Linked DNA regions of Mus musculus: all the other regions are linked to region 1. A link is a contact called in public Hi-C and HiChIP or PLAC-seq data. All regions are on one chromosome and are shown on one strand. The core of a region is the stretch at or near the end of the contact, and the rest is flanking DNA. Distances in the headings are between cores, read along the strand shown.

The links. Hi-C and Micro-C count contacts between places; a contact is called where the count stands out from the background. HiChIP or PLAC-seq counts read pairs in DNA pulled down with a chosen protein or histone mark.
Region 2: a Hi-C map of Th1 cells shows a contact between it and region 1, with 3 times the contacts expected there. The contact joins two enhancer-like sites. A contact is called at or near these places in 4 of 15 datasets of contacts at CTCF or cohesin (CD8 T cells, the NIH/3T3 cell line, large pre-B cells and 1 more), 45 of 484 Hi-C or Micro-C datasets (3T3-L1-derived adipocytes, the BV-2 cell line, the Ba/F3 cell line and 34 more), 5 of 115 datasets of contacts at active chromatin or transcription factors (the 230-238 cell line, bone marrow-derived dendritic cells, differentiating embryonic stem cells and 2 more) and 1 of 9 other capture datasets (embryonic stem cells).
Region 3: an H3K4me3 HiChIP or PLAC-seq map of bone marrow-derived macrophages shows a contact between it and region 1, with 4 times the contacts expected there. The contact joins two enhancer-like sites. A contact is called at or near these places in 2 of 115 datasets of contacts at active chromatin or transcription factors (bone marrow-derived macrophages and large pre-B cells) and 1 of 9 other capture datasets (embryonic stem cells).

What each region holds. Positions count from the first base shown.
Region 1 is chr2:79,369,149-79,372,348 of GRCm38.p6, reverse strand. All of the region lies in intron 2 of Cerkl (ceramide kinase-like), which reads left to right. Among named protein-coding and RNA genes, the nearest start is that of Gm22606, 22 kb to the right of the region's middle. Within about 2 kb of position 1,433, at least 113 of the 459 cell types and tissues checked have an H3K27ac peak or open chromatin away from gene starts, as enhancers often do. A contact at or near this core is called in the Ba/F3 cell line, CD8 T cells, Th1 cells and 4 more, where this site is marked.
Region 2 is chr2:78,960,349-78,963,548 of GRCm38.p6, reverse strand. No RefSeq gene overlaps it. Among named protein-coding and RNA genes, the nearest start is that of Gm37004, 11 kb to the left of the region's middle. Within about 2 kb of position 1,563, at least 42 of the 459 cell types and tissues checked have an H3K27ac peak or open chromatin away from gene starts, as enhancers often do. A contact at or near this core is called in the Ba/F3 cell line, CD8 T cells, Th1 cells and 3 more, where this site is marked.
Region 3 is chr2:79,740,953-79,744,152 of GRCm38.p6, reverse strand. The region is part of intron 2 of Ppp1r1c (protein phosphatase 1, regulatory inhibitor subunit 1C); the gene reads right to left. Among named protein-coding and RNA genes, the nearest start is that of Ppp1r1c, 35 kb to the right of the region's middle. Within about 2 kb of position 1,687, at least 51 of the 459 cell types and tissues checked have an H3K27ac peak or open chromatin away from gene starts, as enhancers often do. A contact at or near this core is called in bone marrow-derived macrophages, where this site is marked.

The DNA of each region.
Region 1 (3,200 bases), core at 184-2,683:
TGTTCTCTTAGTATCTGTGTCAAATCCATCAAAGTCTTTTGAGTCTTTTACTTTATCCACACTCTCCCATAATAAATTTCCTGTGACTGCTGTTGTTTTTGACAAGGTCCCACTATACAGCCCTAGCTGATCCAGACCTCTTTGTATAGTCCAACTGGGCCCTGATCAGTGTAGGTGCCATATACGTTAACATTAGATTTTTCATATATTTTTAAAGTGGAAGAAGTTCTGACACTTTAGATATGACACCAAAGGGGAAAAGTGCCCAAAGGTGGATAGATATGGGAGAAGCAGAGAGATAAACTGTGTATAAGAACTGGTGGCCACATTGTTTCTCTCTGTTTCAGTTTCACTTTTAAAATAGGTGCAAAATCTAATGTTACCATCTATGGCACCCACACTGATGCAAGAACAATCTTATTCTACTCAGAACCTTAGCCAGCAGCACTAATTTTGCCTTCCTGTGGCTCTGCTAAGAACTCCAGCCTCTACACCGAGGCCAGAGTGAGCCTACTTAAAAACCAGAGGTTTTATTACTGCTTTGCTCAAAATTTACCATGTATCTCTTTCTAAGCAGCAAAAAAAAAAAAAAAAAAAAAAAAACAAAGTCCCTAGAAATAACTGGAAAGTTCTGGAAGACCTGACTTTTCCTACCAGGGAGTCACCTTCTCCCTCTTCTTTGCTGTAATTTTGTCTGTAGAATGCCTTCTGGCCAAATCTGAATTCGTTTCTGTGTCCATCCATTAGGATGCCATCTTTGTAAGGACAAGGGCTTCACTCATGGAACCTCAGATCCCCTGCTTCTGCCTGATACACAGCAGGCATGGAGGTGTTGGTGACGAAACTAGGACCATAGAAAATGGAGAAATTAAATTCAGTTTTTATAACGCCAACTGCATGGATACTGTCTGTTTACAAACGAAAAGACCTTCCGGCTAATGTAGATCTCTACACGTGTATGGACAAGGATGGATTTACTTCTGACTCTTGGTACCTGAAGCTTGAAGCCAGCTCCTGGCTCTGGCCTGGTTTAGTGAAAGCAAAGGAGACATTTGCCTGCTCAGTTCCTGGTTAAGAGACAGCAACAGTATTCTCATCAGATGCAGAATCTCACATCTCACAACTTTACAAAGCTGCTTCAGTAGCTTGTAAAGGGTGAAGTTTAGGATTATGTAAATAGCCTAATTGTCATCCGATAAATCAGGGATCCGTTATTGCTTGCCTGAATCAATTTTTCTAATTTCTGAAAGTAAGAGTTTTCTAACTTTGGAATGTTTCATGCAACTATTTTTTTGTTTTGTTATTTGCTTAGTGTCCATGTAACCTGTCAAACCGAATGCTTAAACAAGCCCAGCACAGTGTAATGTAGTACTGTCAAGCCTCCCATTTTTAATTGAACTGTGGTTGGCTAGTGGAAGCCCCAAGGCGTCCAATCAGAGACTATTGTATAAAGGGTACAAAAACAAGTTACCGGAAGAGAAGAGGTTGGAGTAAAATGGTGCAGAGCAGTGAACCCGGCAGACTCCGGGGACGGATGAAGACAGACTCCTGGGAGGAAGTGGGGTTTGGCGGCAGCCTTGAAAAAAAAAAAACTGGTAGGATTTTAATTTTTTTTAGAAGCATGTTTGAAACAGAAACAGAAAACTGAACGGAGAAGGTCCGGCAGCAGCTTCTGCATCTGATGCAGTACAATGGCCGGAGTTATCAAAAGGGAGTTGAAATTGCTCAGGAAACGCGGGTGTTGACCTGGCTCTGTGTGCTCGCTTACGCTGGCAGCACCTAGAAGTTCCAGCCCTGTCCGACTGTTAATTGGAGAGTAATGAAGAAGGCATTCTGTGTTGAGAAGGAAGCCTCACGCAAATACTACTTTCTTCAAGAAGGCTTTTCCAGAACCCTAAGAAGTAGCACTGCCTCAAACACCCCCAATATACCCCAGGACACCCCCATACACTCCCACCCCCATACACTCCCACCCTACAAACTCCCGTCCCGTCCAGTTCCACCCCCACAAACTCCCATAGTGTTTCATGCCTCTGCTTTGAGTCTAGATGCCCTTGTGCTGTTGCTTCCTACCATCACCATCTTCTCTGGCCAGGTTAGAAAACAAACCTCCCATAAGTCTCTTGAAGGTTGATGTAAGAGAAGGCGATGAACTGGCTTCAGGACACATTTGCATTCTCTGATGGCCACTTTAAGGGGCCTGGGCAGTAGTGTCCACAGCAGAGAGGCCAGGGCAGCTTTGGAACAGTGAAGCACTGACCGGAGTAGCTACGCTGGAGCTATGCAAATCTGGGAAAGCATACTGGCACAGACATGGGGCCCTCCCTGTACCAGAGTGGGTTAGTGGTGAGTGATACACAAGGCCCAGGAGCTAGCACTTGCAATGTAGGATTCTCAGTGCTCATCCAAATAGAAGAGCTGAAAAAAGCGAGGCATGGGGCATGGAAGGGGGGCGGCGGGGTTGGGGGTGGGGGAGTGTCAGCATGTGTGACCAGGAGACCGATGAAGCTCCTTACAAAACAGACCCTGAGGCCTTCCTGAGAATGTCCAAACACTTCAACACGGCTCTTCTGTTCCTCATCCCATGCCCTCCCTGATTTCAAAACAGTATGTAGGACTTAAAAAAGTCTATTACTTCAAATATAATGAAAGAGAAAAATATTCTAAGTATAGTATAAAACACAGTTGGATATAAATGGACATTTACTTTCATTTATCTTTAGTGATGATTTTATTCAAAACGAATGTTAACTGCTTTTGTAACCTTAAAATGCTGTCTTCCGAAAGCAGCTTACTACAAAAGAAATGGTTGTCAGCTTCCGTTTGGCTCCTGCCCTTTCCTAACAACAGACAATTTGCTCTGCACCTGCTCCAAGTGGGTTCTCAGTGCTAAGCGTCTTGCAGAGCCCAGAAAATTGCAATATCAAATCTCAGTCCCAACTGTGAGGCAGCACAGTGACCGATTGCCTCTGAGAGGTGGGTGCTTTCCCAATCCCCAAGGGAGAAGCACTTTCGCCCCTGCTCTCTCCTGGGATTTGAACTCTGACCTAAAGCCCTGTGTTAGCTACCAGCATGCACTGCGCTGGTTGAAAACAGTAACCCCTCCCTGCTTGCTCAATTCTGTCCCTGGAGTCATGGGGAAGGTCAGATGTCAGTAGGCCTGGGGTCAGTAGGTGTCCTGTTCCAGTATATGTAAATAT
Region 2 (3,200 bases), core at 314-2,813, 410 kb after region 1:
ACCCTGAAGGACTATTGACTCATGGTTCCCACTCATGTTATATAGATCTGTTCCAACAGGCTGGAGCCAGCAAGAAGAACCTTATGTGGATGGATACATACATACATACATACATACATACATAGAAACATAGATAGATACATAGATAGATATAGAGGTGATACAGAGATAGACATGTGACATAGATTTGTTCCCATGAAGGCTGTAGCCAGCAGGAGAGACCTTATCTAAATATCTCTATATAGACATCTAAATATGAATATCTCTAACAAATATCTACATAGATAAATAGATTGATAGAGACATCTAGGTAGATATAGATATATATGTGCTAAGTGTAGAGTGATGCATATTAAATGAGTGAATAATTTTAGTAGGTCTTGGATGGCATATAACCAGGTTCCAGATACAGCTCTGGAGTTGAGGAGAGGAAAAAAAAGGATGGGCCAGGAAACAGAAGTTGAGATACAGCACATGAAGGGATTCTCAGGCTAGTGACAGAAAGCTACACAACAGCTATAGAGTTAATTTTTCAATGTTTCCCTTGCTTTGTTCCTTTATAAGGTAAACTAGCTTTGCATTCTGCCATTGGCAGCCTCTTTAAAATACTATCGTGAAAGTAGGTGAAAACTGGGTTGTTCCTGAAGCTTTCGCAACCATTTCACCAAGTACCGAGTCTGTAACCAGATTACTAATAAGTAAGCTAGATGCAAATACTTTACAACAGATGCAGTAAGCTTTTAACTACATTATATTTGTCAGGAAAGTTACAAAGGCATACACATTCTATTTACAGAGAGTCATATACATATGAACAGCACAGGTAACTATATGGTTTGAAATAGACTGTCGATGTGATGATGTCTCGGGCTCATGTTTAATCTATTAACTACCTACCTATTATATAATTACTGAGAGAATTATGCTTTGATTCTGCTCAAAGCAGGGACTCCTGCAGGAGCCTAAGAGCTTCTTATGTGTAGAGTATTTAAAACAGAATGAAATTAGCAATCTGTAACTTAAAATTATACATAACATTTAGCTTCATTTAAAATTAAAGCAGTAGAAGGAACAGATTTTCATGGCATTTCCATTATGCAGAGAGGTAAACAACAAATAAATATGGCACATATGAATATGAAAATCACAGCACGGTAATTGCTGTACTCCATCAGCGTGTGCAATATTAAATCCTCAAATAAACACTTACTTAACCTCATCCTCACACATGCCTATTGCTTTTATCAGAAGGAGAACCACCTGAAACATTCAAACTAACACCCCATCCCCCAATGAGGTACAAAGTCAACGGGAATCACTGCTGTTCCTGAGAGATTTCAGTTGTGCTCCTCCACTGGCTCCAGTAGTGCCAGTATTTCTAAGAGACAGGGACAGGAGAAGAAATGTGGAAGTCAGTTTGAAAAATTCAGCCCTCCTGAGACTGTCTTTTATGTCACATCCTAACTCCACTGCTGATTCTTAAAGCCTTGTGAGGATCATTAACATTGCAGCCATGCCAGGAACCTCTGCCTTCTGGCTGAGACCACACTCCAGCTCTCTCTTTCTCTAGCAGAGAGCAGAAACTCTTTTTGTATACCCTTAATAATAGCTAACGTCTGTCTCATGCTCTGGGCCCGAGCTTGCCCTAAATTTAACCCTCAGCAATGGTTCTCTGTTTTACTCACAGCCACGACCTGACTCATTTATGAAGAGACCTCTGCTACCCTGGAGTTTTTCAACAGGCAAGGGTTAAAAGGTCAACCACGGTGTCGTTTCTGTCTTTATGAATAACAACTGTCAGAATTCAGTTATGCAGAGTAACACGCTGAAGATATCTTATCATTTTACACAGTATGACCAATGGTTCAGATGTGTGGTTTGTGTGCACATGAGACTATGTCTCCTAGCAGGGGACATCAGCGACTTTATCAGAAGCTAGGAACCAGAACATGCATTGATTCAATTCAACTTTAAAACAGAAACCAAAGACGTATGAAATCCAAAGGAAGGAAAACTGCTTTGTTCCAAATAAATACCTTTCAAGTTTACCAATATTCATTGTCCCAGTGATGAAATTAATACATCTTTGCTGCTCTAAACTTAAATTTGACTGGATGGGTAAATTCAAGCCTGAGGCTTTCATGCCATTATCAGAGGCTCTGTCAGTGAGTGCTTTAACCTAATTACATTTGATGCAGCAAATCAAGAAAACCACTGCTGGTTATGACCTCTGCCAAGAGCACTCATGAGCTAGACAAATGGAGCTTAAGATGTTATTAGTTGTTCGTTGCAAAGTTCCAGATCCTGCCCGACAGGAGGCTGCCGCCTGATGTGGGCACGGACCCTCCAGATGGCATTCTGCATTGGCTTGTGGCAAGGCTCTCGGGGACGCTGGCACATTTTCTGCGTCAAAATGAAAGTTTTCCAATTACAAGGAGATAATGTGAGGAGATGCAAACTTAATCTCTTGAACAAAAGGTTGCAAGCTGTGTAATAGCCATTTCAGGGGAGAGATTTCACTACAGTTCAATTGATTTAAACGTCGTAGATCACAAAATGGGCTATCTTTCCTAATAAAACTGAGGACGCAGCTGCAGTAGATTCTACCTCATGGAGCAGGGTGCCAATGGGCTCATCATCTTAGGGACTGCTTCTCTTAACTCCGTGTTTTGTTGAATGCAAGTCGGTGATTATTTTTGCCTTCCCTTATGTGTGAATGAATAACAAGAAACCATCTCCTTTTAGTTAGACAGCAAATGTCTTAAATGAAGCCTTCCAGGTGTAACAGTTTAACAATGTTACTACATAGCAGATCATAGAGTTTCACCAGGGCATATTAAGTGGTAAGAAAGCCTTATTACTATCCAAACCTTTCAGATAGTTTAGCTAAAATGTTAATCTTTCTTTTTTTCTTTTTTACTAAGTCAGGCAACCCTGATGCAAATGGGGTGATATGCCTCAACACTGGTCCCCAAAGAAATGACTCATAGAAGCTTTTAAGCGGGAACTTGCTTGCAAGAGCGCCTCTCAGGAAAACACATGCACTTGACAATTGACAGGAACATGCTGTCGCAGAGCAAGAAAGAATCATATAGCCATCCCCACAAACCACATAGAGACACCGCCAAACAGGAGAAGGAATCCACACCCTGTCTGCACAGAACATTTGCAGAGTGGGGTGTGGAGCGTGGGGGAGAGGG
Region 3 (3,200 bases), core at 438-2,937, 370 kb before region 1:
GCTCCTGAGTCTGTCTAAATCTACCTTTCCAGGTTTGAATCATCAACAAGAATTAAAGTTTGAAATTTAAAAACAAAAACAAAAACAAAACCAACCAAACAACAACAACAACAACCCAAAAAAACAAAAACCCTCTGTAACCGGGCAAGGCTTCCACTGGAAATCCACACAAATCCAGCCACAGAACCTTCAACCTGTTTGTCTTGTCTGCAAGATGGGCTTGAGTAAAGGTGGCACCACTAAAGATGTGCTTGTGGGAGTGGCCAACAAATGACTGGCCTAGCTTGTGACCCAGACCACAAGAGGAAGCCCATGCTTGACATTCCCTGGAGGACCAGAAACCAGAGGCTGGATATCCCAGCCTAAAGTCAACAAAATGATTTTGCTATACTTGTAGACCAGAACCTAACTTAATAGCCATCAGAGAGACTTCATCCAGCAACTGATAGGAGCAGATGCAGAGACCCAGAGTCAAACATTAGGTGGAGGTTGGAGAACTTCATGGAAGAGGAGAAGGAATATGGGAACCAGAGGGGTCAAGAACACCAGGACAACATGGTCCACTGAATCAAATAAGCGTGGCTCATAGGGGCTCACAGAGATTGAAGCAACAATCAGGGAATCTGTATGGATTGGACCTAGGTCCTCTGCATCTATGCTATGGTTGTGTGTCTTGGTGCTCTTGTGGGACTCCTAACAGTGGGATAAGGAGCTGTCTCTGACTCTTTTGCCTGCTCTTGTGTCCCTTTCCTCCTCCTGGGTTGCCTCATCAAACCTTAAGAAGAGGTTTGTGCCTAGTCTTATTGTAATTTGTTTATGCCATGTTTGGTTGATATCCCTGGGAGGCCTGTTCTTTGTTGAAGAAAATCAGAAGAGAAGTGAATCTCAGGGAGAGGGGAGGTAGAGGAGAAGGACTGGGAAGAAAGGAAGGAGGGGAAACTGCAGTTGGAGGGTAAAGTATGAGAGAATAACAAATAAGTTCAAATTTTAACAAATCTGGAGAAAAATATTGAAAGGAGAATAAAATATTAAGATGCTTACAGTGGAGTCCTACTGCTCACTTGTGTGGTTAACAACTTGTGAGCTGCAGAATGTATTATAATTCAAAATTATTTTCCATTTTAAAATCACAGTCTTTGTGTGTGATTGCTTCCTCACCCCCAAATTGGGAAAATGGATCAAAGGCATAATAAAACGAGTGAACATATTATGGATTCCTACAGTGAAACCATTCTGGGCTTGGAAACAAACTAAGCTTTCTTCCCCCTAGGGGATTTAGAATTGGCAGTAAGAATGCCAGGAAGTAAAGTTTTTACAGAAAAAAATATTCATAATTCCTCACAGCAATTTTTTTTAATATTAAGGCACTTGTATGACTAACTAGATATTTATTCTATGAAAACTAAGTTGAACAGTGACTTAGGGTTGTGGAAATGAGAAAAAGAATTTTTACTTAGGCACTTAAATGTAAGACCTAACTTTGTAGAGAAATCACCATCTTGTCATCAAGCATGCATTCATTTATATAATAAACTCTATAAAGCCAGCCAGATGGGAAGGAATAAAGGTGAGTGAATTCAGATTCCTATCAGACTGTTGTGGACATGGTAGATAGTATACTCTCTCAATCCTTCCATCCCTTCCCACACAAACAAGACTGGGTACCAAACTCTACTGGTCTTGGTAATAGGAACTTAAGGCCAAATCAGAAAGGATAGAACCAAAAAAAAAACATCTCATTTCCTTTATTAACAAACTATCAATTGTGGGGGAATTACACTTTTCCTGTTTTGAATACTTTGAAAATACTATGCTTTGCTTCTGGGTGCCTGGATATACTTGAATCCTGAACATTTGTTGTCATTGTAATGTGTGTGACTTTCTTAAATTCTCCATTTGAAGACCAGAGCAGCACTGTCCTCAGAAGTGTAGTCTATCAGTATATGATGTCAAGTCGATGTGATAAACACTGTCTGATCCACTTCTGCTTTCTACCCTCAAAGGCTGTTTTTCAGTTCCTCAAAAGCAACATCCTGTTTCCTACCTTGAGATTCATCTCGGTGTAAATCTCCTCTCTTCCTTGCTTTCTTCTTTATATGTTAATTTAATTATAAGGCCTCTTTGGTCTCTAGACTAGGTTACATCTGTCTTGTTATATACTCTAATGGCAACTGTGAACCCTTTGCAGAATTTATTGTAATTACAATAAGTTAGTTTTTTTCATCGTCTGCATCATAGTTACTTTTCTATTGCTGTGCCAAAATGTCACAAATAAGGCAACTTATAAAAGAAAGCATTTGGAGCTAAGATGAAAGGATGGGCCATCCAGAGACTACTCCACCTGGGGATCCATCCCATAATCAGTCACCAAACACAGACACTATTGCATATGCCAGTAAGATTTTGCTGATAGGACTCTGATATAGCTGTCTCTTGTGAGGCTATGCCAGTGCCTGCTAAGAAGTGGATGCTCACAGTTATCTATTGGATGGAACACAGGGCCCCCAATGGAGGAGCTAGAGAAAGTACCTAAGGAGCTAAAGGGGTCTGCAACCCTATAGGTGGAACAACAATATGAACTAACCAGTACCCCCAGAGCTTGTGTCTCTAGCTGCAAATGTAGCCGAAGATGGCCTAGTCAGCCATCATTGGGAAGAGAGGCCACTAGGTCTTGCAAACTTTATATGCCCCAGTACAGGGGAATGCCAGGGCCAAGATGTGGGAGTGGATAGGTAGGTGATGGGCAGGGGATATGAAACTTTCGGGATAGCATTTGAAATGTAAATAAAGAAAATATCTAATTAAAAAAAAAGAAAAAAAAAGAAAGAAAGCATTTGATTGCTGTTCATGGTTCCATAGGGTAGTAGGGTCTCTGATTATCATGGCAGGGAGCCTGGCAGCAGGTGAACAAGCATGGCACTGGAGCAGTAGCTGAGAGCTGACAAGTTGAAACAACAATCATGAGGCAGAGAAAGAGAGAGCCAGAGTAGCTGGGAATGACTAGACATTTTTAAACCTCACACCTAACCCCACTGACACACCTCCCTCATCAGGGCCACACCTCCTAATCCTTCCCAAAGAGTTCTACGGACTGTGGACTAAGCATTCAAATATATGAGCCAATAGGGTCATTGTCATTCAAACCACCATACTCTGCTAGTATCATCCTGTAAAATCTGCTCTAAGATGAAAGTTTCCTT